Regions from separate parts of the Drosophila melanogaster genome. Here region 1 is linked to region 2. Evidence: chromatin contacts called from public Hi-C data. All regions are on one chromosome and are shown on one strand. The core of a region is the stretch at or near the end of the contact, and the rest is flanking DNA. Distances in the headings are between cores, read along the strand shown.

Region 1 (6,318 bases), core at 1,714-4,213, 400 kb before region 2:
GCAAAAATTAGGGGAATTGCGCAAGTTATCGCATTGTTGATATTACTCATTAGCATTCGTGAATGTTACGAATGTTTTGTATATGTACGTACAATGTGTGATATGTAAGACATACCGATTTGAGGCAGTCCCAGACAAAGACAGAGACACGTCACAAGCTGCGGAGAGGAGTAAGAAAAAAAAACTGATGAAATTATCGCTAAAAATTTGCTTTCATTTGGGAATATCACGTTGGATGCCTCATGAAATGTAAAGTGAATTTCTGGAATCCCAATCAGAAACAGGATCGGCAAACTTCCGGGTAGATCGAAAATTCGATTGACACACTTCCCAGGAATGAATATCGTATCATGTGGGTCATTTAACATGTAGATTGAAAACTCAATCGAAGAAACATAATCCAATTTGACAAACTCAATAGGCCACAAGACACAAGTTAAATTGAAAGTCAGGCAGTTATCTATGCAAATGATATATGGGTTATTAAACAAGTCGAGATTCGACTTTGCCTGTTGCACCCCAACCGGAGGCATGCATTATTTGAATAAAAATGACAATAATTACCCGCATTATCCCTTAAGAAAATACAAGTACCCAAAATCGTAGATAACTATCTGTTACTTTGAAAATATCGCCTCATTGGGCAATTAGAGATTTAGATCAGAATCTTAAGGAAAGAAAAACTGAATGAAGTCTGTGATAAAGGCCTTGAGAGGATAATCATCGAACTAATTGACATTCGACAGCCTCAATTATGACTGATGCGCAAATTACCGCAGGTTACCGCGAAGGACATACATTTAAGGGATAACGTTAGCCATGTTTCGGTTAACTTAAGGCCCTTTCTGGCTCCACCCTTCTTGGCAATGATTCAGCTACATAAAAAAGGTCCCAACCTAAACTCCGCCCCAGAAAACGAAAGCAGACCCAAAACATAAATTTCCAACTTGAACCACATTGGTCGTCCCCCAAAACGTGCGAAAGAGAGGGAATGCCCATTTTTCGGCTTCCTCTTTTTGCCCGCTGGAGCAGAAAACGCTGTTAGAACGTAAGCCACGCCCAACTGTCCCGGATTTATATATGTTGTATGTGTGTGTTGACGCGAACCCGGAAAGAAAAGACTCATGAAAAAATAACTATAGAGTCGAATGGTTCTGCTGTGCGACTAGGACGGCAGTGTGAAAGAAAGAGAACGAGCACGCCCGGCCGAGGAAAGTAGAGTAGTTCCTTCAACAATAGACCTAGACATCAGAGCTGTGGAGAGGTGGTCGCTATAGACGATGACGCAGAACATCCCCCAAAGTGATGGCTATTCTCTATCACAGTGGAAACACTTGAGACGCACGTCGTAAGATTCGGCTGTTTGCCTGTGTGTGGGTACGGTATTACGGTACTACGGCTTTGTGGGTGGAGTTTGAATGGAACTTAAAACTCATCGCGGTTCTTTGGGTGGGGTAAAAGATTTTAGAATTATGCAGGTGGAGTTTCAAGAGCTAATTTTCTATTACATATATATATGAAATTTATTTAAACATCATAACGAAATTAAGAACAAAACAATAGTATGTTTATGGGTAATCCGACTTAGATACGATGAAAAATGATGAAATATGTATTTACGTCATTAAAGAGAAAGTTTCAGTTGAGATTTAAAATGTAAACGACCTATATATAATAATGCAGAATATATATTATTAAAGATAATTTCAATAAGCTTCCTATATGTTGGAAGAATACATTGTTCGGATATCATATCCATCAGGAAGGCAATTAATAATACTTTAAGCCGCAGGGAAATTTTCGTGTATGATTTCCAACGAAAACATTCATATCGTATCATATCATATCCGTCTGGTTCCGCTCTAATGAAAATGAATAAAATTGCACACGAAATATAATGGGACGAGCCCATTGTTGTCAATATACTGTATATGGCCTTTAATTTATGACATTGTCATAATTCTTAGTCGGAAGCTTCGGATGATTGTGTAAACACTTGTAGAGCGCGAGATACTGATAAAGAGGGATCTATCTAGATATGGCAGGTGGGCTGGTCCATGGAAAAGAGAGAAAATAATTCAAGAAATGGAACGGAACTCTTCCTTGCCCACTTGCCCATATTTCAAGTGAATCCGCCTCCCACTTGTTATAATACCCTTACAAGAAGCTATTCTGCTTAATTATGTAAATAGTTTGTACTTTAAATGTTGTACTATTAATAGCATCAATGTGTCCAACCTAAAAAATATTGGTTTTATTTTTCCATCATTTTTAGTTGGAATTTTCTTATTAATTACAATTCAAGAATTTAATCATATTATAGAAAATATACTGGCGGTAATAGCTAAAAGGACTTTTTGCTGATTGACATAGATGAAAATAAATATTTTTAATATTTAAGAAATGAAATTCGAAGGATTAATATGAAACCGGCTAGATGGTTGTACTTGGCTGTTATCAGGTATCCGGCTTAGTTTAGTTGCTAATCACTAATGGGTAGCTAGTGTAAATAATGTTAATCTTAGAGGGTATTCCAAACTTTAGTCGTGAAGCAACTCTTGTATGTCTTTCTCTGTCGAACTCCTTGATGAGAAACGATTGTCATGCCCCGACGATTTAATACAATTAATATGCTAACTGTACTTCTCGCCGCACACAGTTACAACAAAGGCGCTGCCACCAACCTGGCAACAACAACACAACCTCATACAAAAACACGCTTGGCAACAGGCGCAAGGTGGCCCCGCCCCCGCTCACGATGAAAAGTAGTACTTTTTTGGGAGCTGCGAATGAGACGATGTCAACAGAAATACCAAAACAAAAAAACCCCAGCCAGAGAGCCGAAGAGCGAAGAAGGCCAAAATGAGCAGCCACCACCAGAAAAACAGAGAACAAGGCGGCGTGAGAGAACCAGGTATAAATAGCCTCGGAGCACTACTCAATATATTCAGTTGAAAAGCAACCATCGCAGCGAACGCATCTCGAAAAAATCATTGAATAAGAGAGACACCAGAACAAAGTGAACGAACTCGAAAATACGAAAGAAAAGTGTGTGCGCCAGCAACAAAGAACTAACTCGATAAATATTCATTGTGCAGAAGAGAAAGTTATTGAGTCACTACCAGTTGTGTAATTCCGAACGAGAAGAAAGATAAACCAACAATGGCAGTGGCATTCTACATACCCGATCAGGCGACTCTGTTGCGGGAGGCGGAGCAGAAGGAGCAGCAGATCCTTCGCTTGCGGGAGTCACAGTGGAGATTCCTGGCCACCGTCGTCCTGGAAACCCTGCGCCAGTACACTTCATGTCATCCGAAGACCGGAAGAAAGTCCGGCAAATATCGCAAGCCATCGCAATGAGGATTCGAGTAACTAACAAATACGGGGAAAACCAATAGTCCAGTCCAAAATCCAGAGTACAAAGGAAATAAGCATGAGCCAACCCAAAACCCAAACACAGTCACCACTCATCAGCCGACGGCACTCGATTTCTACTGCAGTCAAGGACACAGAGCCACAACACCCACCCAATTTTAGTTTACTCATCAAAGCGATTGTGATAATGGTTTTGTTTCTACAAAAAAGCGGAGGAAAAATTTGAAAAAATAACGTTTTTATAAAGTCCCCAATTTTTTACAAAAATGTTTCAATGATATAAATCAACTTTTTTAGAAATAATTTACTCTTAAAGCCTATTTAAATGAATTACTACTGTAATAGTTTGTAAGTTCTTTTGTAAGACGAGTTTTTCTAAGTTTTTTTTAAGAAGAAACCCCAGAAAAAAACGAAGATGAGTCGAAGTTGGCTAAAAATTGCATCAATTTTTTGTCAAACAAAAAGTCAATAAAACAAAAACAAAAACTAAAAAAATTGTTGGTTTTTCATTTACTTAAATATTTTCAGATTACCATTTATAAGATTTAGATACAAAAAGCGAAGAAAGCCTAAGATGATGTCTCGAAAAACTGAGTTTGGAACAAGCACATTTTTTATTTCATTTCGCCGACGGTAAAAGGAACTTTCTAGAAGGCTGTTTAATAATCAGTGAAATTATCGGTGGTTGTGAAAATTATTTTACATGTGTTTGGTTAGGAAACGTTAAAGATTTTTTTTTGTTTTGAAAAAGTTTTTCATTTGATTTCCGGCGTTCGGTGACAGAGTCCGCTTTGAAATATATCTTAATAAAATATTAAGATTGATATTGCCGGAAATAATAATAATAATAATAATTATAATAATAATAATAATTTAGTTATAATAATATTAATGCAAGCTAATTTCTTGAATTATTGTAGAACGAATATAATTATAAATCGGTATTACATATAATAGAATCTTAACCACATTATTTTTAGTTTTGATATAAACTATTTGTTGTAGAAAGTTAAACCACGTTTTTATTAGTCACTTTCCAGACAATAGATTTATTTAAACTTCATTGTTCTTTAGTTTTCGATATCTTATCGATATGTATATTTAGACATGGCTAGATCAACTCCAAAAACTGGAATATTGTTAAGATCAATCACATCAATTGAATTAGGATATGTATGAATATTATAATTCTATATAATAATACCACTTCTACCATTAGATATTTTATTTTTAATATAAAAAAATGAATTCCCAATTTCTTGGAATGTGCAAAGTTAAGGGAGAATGAGTCTTTTAGTCCAACTTTTCCACTCTGAGAAAAACTTTTCAGCCACTCCGACAACATTGTTCAACACAAACGGCAGCAAGAAAACACACAAAGAAAATTCAATTATGCAAAAAGGAAATACAAAAATATTTGCCAAGATTTTTCGATGCAGAAACTTTGTAACAAGAGAGAGCAGGCGGGGGAGTTGCCCCTACGGCAGTCTTGACATCTTTTCCCCTCTATAATTTCAAAAAATTAGGTGCTAACAAAACAATTTGCATTTTTAAGTTAATTTTGGCAAGCGCCAAATGGCAGGGAAAAATTCGATGTGCAATTCTTGAGGGTCTCGTCATCAGCTCGAAGGATATGACTCTGTGTTCCGCGAACGCGGCCAGGACTTTTAATTAAACTTTTGCACTTATGCAGCTGCCATATCCTTGCACATCCTGCAGTTCAATTCACTTTGATTGCCCGAAAAAAGTTAATAAAAGTTGGCAAAGCTCGCGCAAAAAGAAATCAGAAATTTCACTTTGCCAAACAAAACTAATTAACGTTAAACAGATAAAACTTTTGCCCACGCCAGCCGGAGTGGCATATGAAAAATAATTAACACAAGTTTATGATTATGTTTGAAGCTGCGCCAAACGTCGAGCGATTTGTAAGCGAAGTGCTGTAAAAATCACAGACGAAAAGCATTTAATCCCTAGCAGCAAATTCTTCCAAACTTTTATTTCTGTCTCTGCTGTTAATTAGTTCGAAAAGTGTTTCTAATAATGCCAAAAAGATGCAAAAAATACAATGGAGCCCGCTTAGAGTTAAGTGAACTCGAATCAAAACAAAACTTTATCCATAAATTTCCAAGAACTATTTTCGGTCAAGAGGTGCAGCCCTTTTTTTATGTTTGGGGTCTTAGCCTTGACTGATCTTTATCCGTTTGTGGTTCCATCGCTCTGCTTACCTTCCACATAATTGTCTGGCATGTTAGCCAATTTTTCGTTCCATACTTTTTGTTTGAATAGAACAGGTAAAAGGTAGGAAGGAACACAAATAGTCCGATTCTGCGGATACTCGTGCAGAAATTAATGAAGACCCAAAAAAAAGGGTCCACTGGCAAATTCCCAAACCAAATCGAAAATTTAACAGTCCGAAGTTGGGATGCCTTGTTGAAAGACGGCGGATCATTGCCATTTTGTTCATATTCGCTTTATTTCAAGTAAACATTTGGAATCTTTCTGCGTTTTCAAATATTGTTGGGGCTTCCTTTACTTTTCATTTCTCGTGACTAGGAAACCCAAGACTATACTCTTTGGCAATCTTTGTGGTTAATTCTTTCAATATCCCTTCAAGTTTTTATGACAGAAAGCGATGGAATATAATTAAATCAAATCGAATCGAATCAGCCATGAACTAATGGCACGCAGACTAATGTCATTAGGTCGGACAAAGTAGAAATGCTCCTGTTCCGAAATTATGATAGCAAGGGTCCTTGCCCAAGGATTAGCCAAAGGCCTGTGCGTGTGCTTGTCGTCTAATCAATTGGAAAACTCCACCGAAATTCCACCTCGTCTATTATGACAGTTGTGCAAATGGAGGAAAATTGTACGCAGAAGGAAATTGGATTAGATGCTTGAAATTATCAAAGTGTAACCTCTGGAAAAATAAAAAGAAAAAAAAAA
Region 2 (6,861 bases), core at 4,308-6,807:
CAACAAATTGCAGTTGCATACCAGTTTTTTCGCGCTATTTTGCATGCGATCGCTGGATGAAAAGGGGAAACCGACTCGTGGTAAACGGGGCAGGGAGGGCCCCATGTGGTAGAAAGCGCCAATGCACTGCCGACTGCCATGCCATAGTATAACGAACTCTCTGAACAATCTCGACACTGGTCGTCGGGGTGTTTGACTTCTGTGCCTGGCACCGTCGCACCACCGATCGAAAGTCCAGGGGAACATGGGCCATCGGGGAATGCGACCTGGGCACTAAGCAGGTAATTGGGGGAAGATCATCCGTTCATGCGAACAGTTGGTGGATAGAAGATATCTCAGGGCAACATCATGAACGGTTTAAGTGTTCATATATTGCTGTGTTTATTAAAGTGATCGCCTAGAATTTGTAATTCGAACATATAAACATATATGTACATTTAAGTTGGTTTTACCAGATTAACAACACATTAACTTGTGTATAATTATTAATACTTTTCCAGATTTATTTTAAAATTTTTCTAATGACCCTCAACCCACCCATCTAATTTCGCGTTCCGGCTGAAGCATCAAGGTTTCTAGAGCATTCTTCTGGCCAAGCAAAATATGCGCTCAGTTGGCATTTTTCGCACTGGTGATCTAAACCCACTGCCTCACTAATCGCCTGATGATCAACTTGTCACCCTTCTCCTTTAGCGCGATCAGCGAACCCCCTGAACTGCCATGACTGCGTGTGATAATCGTCAGATTTCCAACTACTCGACCTCAGAAGCCCCAAGGGTCTCTCGACCTCTCGACTCTTCCTGCTTGGCTATAATCTAATCAGAAACCAGAAGCGCTAGGCGATCGATTTGCCACCTGATTCAATCCACGGCTCCACGGCAATATCTTTCTATGACCGCCAGATAGTACATTAAACTCCACTTCCTTGTGTTTGCGAGGGAAGGGGGCACTGGCGCTCATCGCTTCGCATTCATAAATTATCAGTCAGCAGGCGCAGAAAAAAACGAAACGAAAAAATTATGCTAAACACGTTTGAGGTGGCGTACATATGTGCTTGTGCTCAAACAGGTTTCAAATTCCCCGACGAACCACAGACCAATTTCGGGTCTTATGCGTACTCTCTTCCAGGCCCCAGTTTCTTTTTATATATTCTTTTTGTCTCACTAATTATTATGCTGTGGCCAAAAAGACAGCCGAAAGGGTTGCGAATTTTCGAAAGAAACGAGAAGTGAGAAGACGCGGCGGCGAAGAACGCACAATTCTACAGAAGACAAGACTTCGGTTAATGGAGGTCATTCACTTTCGCACGAATTGTTTCTCCACTGGAGTCAAGTCCAAGTCCAAGTTTCATCTTACCCGCCATATATATCGCATAATCTTATTACGTTCCCAAATATACATCGGTTTATATACAATACATTCTGTGCCTGACTTTTGATTTTCGTTGTTCTCGGGTTTGTTTTCTTTTCGCTTTTTTTGTTTTTTGTTTATATGTTATTTTTATGGCTTTTCTGCACTTATTACCGACTGAGATATCAATCGGTGTGTGCTGTTTTTATGCCATGGTCTGCGGCAGCTGCCAGCCTATTGACCAAAAAAGTGGTTTGATCAAATAATGTGGTTTGATCGGTTTCCTTTCGGCTCGTTGGCTCCCCACGATTCGATTTGGTCAAGTGGCGAAGGCTTAGCGCCCAAAGAAAAGAGAATCGTAACAGAGAAAGGGGAGAGAGCAATAGGGTTCCTAAGTCGAGATCTTTCTTTCTGGGTTCTAAAGTTACCATTAAGAACTGGTAAATAAATGTACTACATAAAACTTCTATCAAATGCATTAAACACTAATTAGTGTTGCACTTAATTCTATGAATTAAATTATTTTCTTTCTTTACTTCTCCCGGCCTATCCTAGACTATTTTCATTCCTTTAGACAAAATATTAACTGCTTAGCTGTTCTGCCACCTTATTTAGTTCCCGTCATTCATAAATCAACGCTAAATTCATATTCTTCGCCATAATTTATCCCTCCGATGAGCCATTAGGCATCTGTGTGTCTCTGTTATTAAGTGTCCAAGTATCTATTCCAATTAACTACCGTTCGAATCTATTTATCTATCGAATGCAAAGCCATAATTCAAGGCCCGTTCAAGAGCTTATTATACAAACCCGACCAAGTGCAAATTGCCAATTAAACATGAGTACTGGAAAATGCCAATATATGGAGAGATCGAGATTGATGGGTAAAAAGAAAGATAGCCCGGGTTAAGGTTTTGTGTCTCTGGCGTAATCCTAGAAAGCACGTGCGGCAATTACCAATTTTCGCAAACACATGGCCAAAAGTGCATTCAACTTGGCCAACTGCGCGCATGCGTGGCTCGCGTTAGAGTGAGAGGCCACGAGACAAGTCAATAAACTGCACAGCTTATCAGACAAACTAAGCACGATCGGAGGAGGGGAGTGGGGCAGAACTAAAACTGCAGCTGCGGGGTGCGAATTCGGTGTTGTTAGCCTGGCTATTTTCCCACCAAAACAGGGCTTGAAGCTTGATAAAAGGCGCTTTGATGGTTAGCAAGATAAGCTAAATTTATCTTAAAATTGTAAGCACGGTAGTCGAGAGATCCTAAGATATAGTAACGAACTAATTGTTAAAAACATTTAAAAATATACTTCGATATATGAATATTAAAAGTTACAAATTCTTGTAAATAAATTGGTAACGTTAAAATAATTATTATAATAAATGTGTTGGACTCTTGATATCATTATCTAAGAGCCGTAAACTCAAAGAATATTAAAGATAACCATGTGCCATTAAAATCTTTAATATATAATTGTTAAATATTTATACTATTCGAAAGTGCAACTCTATAGTTTGGCATGACTGGAGTGCGAGTAGCCCTCAATTACAGTTACAAAACTGTAAGCAGTCGTAAAACCATTCCCCCACCCCACCCCGCTGCAGTTGGGTGTGTGCGTGCGTATCTGTGTGTAGAGTCAATGCACGCAACTAGGCATAGATACGAATGCGAATCCGAAAGCCACGGCGACCAGAGAAGAATGTGCAAGAAAAAATTGCACACAAGACGAACGGTCGGAAAAGAGATAGGGGACAGGAGAGCGAGACGGTCGGAGGGAAGAGTGCATTGCACTGCCCGAAGGGTTAAAGACCCTCAATGAGCGATCCGCTGCGAGTGGAAAAATCCGAGGATCCACACACACACACCAGCGAAAATCTGTGCAGCGGGAAAGCAAAAGTGCAGCCTCCCCATGGCAAGACATTCAAAGAGGAAAAAAGAAAAACAATACCAAACCGAAACGAACCTACATCAACATCGCTGGAAAGTGGATGGCATGGGTGGGGGCGCGGGGCAGGGGATCGTAGCAATCTCAGCCTCAGTGCAGTGGCTTTGAACTTCACACAGATTCAGCTCTCTCTTTCGCTCGGCGCACGCTCTATCTCTTTCCATGGCTCTCTTTTTCTACGCCAATGCCTGCTATACCCTATACATATGGAGTAATATTGTTTTTCCTTCTGGCTTGTACCATTTTAAGTAGAACATTTATGTTTTGCTACTTAAGCGAAAAATATGTAGTTTTTAAATTAAATTGTGCTGTTTAAAAGTTAAATACAAATTTCGAAATAAATGCAAGCTATTTTGATCCAAATCTCACATATAACCAACACAGGATATAAATAAACTTTTATTCCCCTTAAGAATGCAAAATGTTACCATAATATTAACAAGCTGATGTTAAATATACATTCAATATTCAGTCAATTTGTAATAACATCTTAGAGGGTAATTCAAATGTCCATCCTTGTGGTGCAATTTTCCTGTCATGATGTTCGGTCTATGTAACAATCGATGTGGCCTGCTTTATGTGTGTGTGTATGTGTATTTGGTTTTATATTTTTTTCAATGTCGAGTTCACTTTTTAAGCGGGGCATGAGCGTTGCTATTGGGATAGATCATTGAACGTTCAATGCGCCTTGATTGAAGCGAGTCCGTGGTTTGAGTTTGAGTTGAGTGATCATCGCATCGCGTCGGATCGGATCGCTCAAGTGGAGGCGTCTGCTCCAAGGCACTTTTGATTAATTCCCACTGCACCCCGCCCAGCACCGATAAGGCAATGCGTTTCCTGCCCTTGCATGTCAGCAGATAATAACAATGGGAAGTGGAAAATGGGAAAAGCTGGTGCCCGGGAGAGGCGGCAATAGAAAAACCACCGAAAAGAACCGACTCGAATCGCTCACGAAGCAGATAAACCAAACAACAAGAAGCAACAGAAGACGAGGTCCAGAAACGAGTTCAAGTACAATCCCAGAACCAGAAAAGAACCGAGAGGGAGTGAAAAACGTATACAGGATTTAATGGGGAAATGGAAAATGCTGTGGAGCATCAAGCCGTGGAGCATTTTCTGGAAATTTCCTTGACGCGGCAAACAGGAAACCCACTGATCAGGCTAAATGGAAAATTCGAGTTAGTGCTGGTTAATGTGTATTAAAAACACACGTTTTAATTTCATTTATTTTAAATTTAAAGAAGATTTAAAGAAATGGTTAAAGATTGTTTAAAGAATTGTATAAATTACAACATTTGACCTCTCGACCTTCTCCTTAGCCTTTGTGAACTTTTCATAGTCCATGGAAATTTTTGCAAGTCTAAACACATATCGGTTCTTTGATAATTTTTGGCACTTGGCTCTAATTGTTTATGCAGCAAACAAAAACTAATAACTATTTATGGGCTCGTGCAAACAAGAGGAAGTGGTGGCGAAATGGAGGAAAGCAGTTCAACAAACTGAGACCAGGCCATGGTCAAGATGTGGCTGTATTATTTAGAATTTTTGCAGTTCCTAACAGGCGATAAAAACAACACCACAAACGCATGAGCAAAAATTCTGACGACCTTGGCTAATAAAAAGCGTGGGCAGGGAAAGCTTTGCATAGATTATGTAACTGTACCCGAACTATCAGTTGTCGTGGACCTTGAAAACCCTTATCGAATCTTAACCTTTTGCAAAAACTACGAAAATACAGCGAGTCCGGAATAAATAGAAATCAACTGCTGATAAGCACACCTGTACACCCGCTACCCCTTTTCCGCCCACACACTGTGACTTGTTCTATTAGCTATTTTTATCAGAAACAAGAGGACCAACAAATATGGGAATGAGAGAAAAAGCATTTTTAATATGGAATATACATACCCTTATATTGTTATTAAAAAGAATAAGTATTTCCATATTCTTTTACATAAGTAAGTTCGAAATCAATTTAAAAACTTCTAAGAATTATGATTTTTGTAAAAATCGAAGTAGGATTGGCCTCGTACATATATACATACATATAAGCTAAATATTAAATATTAAAAATAAATAAACATTCTTCTTAATTTAGAAAACAATCATATATAACATGGTACCCTCATTAAAAAGGGTATTCGAAAAAGTGACGCGGAGGAACAAAGCGCTCAGAGGGAGACGGAGATAGACAGTGGAAAAGAGACGGGCATATAGGAACAAAGATAAGAGAACTCTGGGCCGAGGAATTTGTGCTGCTGACCTTCATTTCGGTTTCGACGCTGATAACAAAGACTCACCGATAAGAGACTAACTGTCACTGCTTTCCCATTAGTGTGTGTGTGTGAGGGTTTATTATTATTATTATTATTATTTAAGTTTGCTGGCTGGTTACGTCGATAAGGCGCATGTGGTTCCACTGTACGCGTAGTTCTCACACACACGCCCGATTAGTGGCCATTATGACATAGGCTTTGCCCCAAAACTATTATGTCTTACGGCTTTTATCAGTTTTACACGTGGGTGATGAACTTCAGGGGGTAGTACTGTACTTACAGGTGTTATTGGGACTTACCTGGTAATCGAAGGCATTTCCAGACGGGAAACTGTCTGAGAAAGCGAAAGAATAGTGAAATATTACGTGAACTGTGCGATTAGATTTTGTATTATTGCACGATATTTGTGAAGAACCTTGATAGGAATGTATAAACTGAACCAACAAGTGCATATCTAGACATATAAACTACTTAAATTGTATAAGTTTAAATGACAAATCTAATTTGAATTATTCAGATACTCTTGCCAAGGTGTGTAGAGTTCACATCATTTATCAAATCTGATATTTTTGCCAGCCTAATTTTATCGCCGATTTTAATAGCGATAGGGTCCCTTGTCTTCACTGGGGGCAACCTTCAGAATACATATCATGCATATGTACATTCGGATCGTTCTTGTACCCATCGCCCCTTCGCCATGACATCATGAACCAGCCCAAAAATTATGCGTAATCAACGACACAATCCTACCAGAACAACCAAAAGTGCCGGAAAAAAGAAGGCACGCAAAAAAATTAAATTGCTCGAGTACGAAAAATCACTATAAAAAAAATTCGGCACAGCTAAAACGAGAAAAAAAAACAAAGAAAAAACAACACAGGCGGAATACACACATTTTCAATGCGTAAGCCGCAAAATGGTTGGCCTTCAAATTGACCGAGTTCATGAACGCGGACGGGCGGACGGATAGACCGGCGGGCTCACGCACCTTCTCATTGTGCGTTAATTATATAGATACAGATACTCAAACACATAGATAAACCAAAGAGCGATAGACGAACAGACAGACAGAATGGGGAGTTACGCAATGTGAAACTGGTTTCGGAGTTCTAAAATCTACTTGCCCAAATTGTTAACAACTAATACGGGGAAGTTTCTTTTTATTTATTTTATTTTATTTTTTTTTTTTCTTATCGTATTTACCTTACCCCTGCGATGGCAAGCTTGATTTTTTTTTTTGGCAAATTAAATCCAGCGACAAAATGCACAAGGAAAAATTTATAAAAGA

What was found. A called contact is a pair of places that touch in the nucleus more often than the background predicts.
Region 1: a Hi-C map of the S2 cell line shows a contact between it and region 2, with 2.9 times the contacts expected there. A contact is called at or near these places in 3 of 107 Hi-C or Micro-C datasets (the Kc167 cell line, the S2 cell line and embryo).

What each region holds. Positions count from the first base shown.
Region 1 is chr3L:18,395,080-18,401,397 of dm6, reverse strand. It overlaps rpr (reaper), which reads left to right and starts at 2,963. Exons shown (of 1, transcript NM_079414.3): 1 at 2,963-3,863. The coding sequence starts at 3,163. The coding sequence ends at 3,360.
Region 2 is chr3L:18,002,032-18,008,892 of dm6, reverse strand. All of the region lies in intron 3 of Eip75B (Ecdysone-induced protein 75B), which reads left to right. Among named protein-coding and RNA genes, the nearest start is that of lncRNA:CR45921, 24 kb to the right of the region's middle.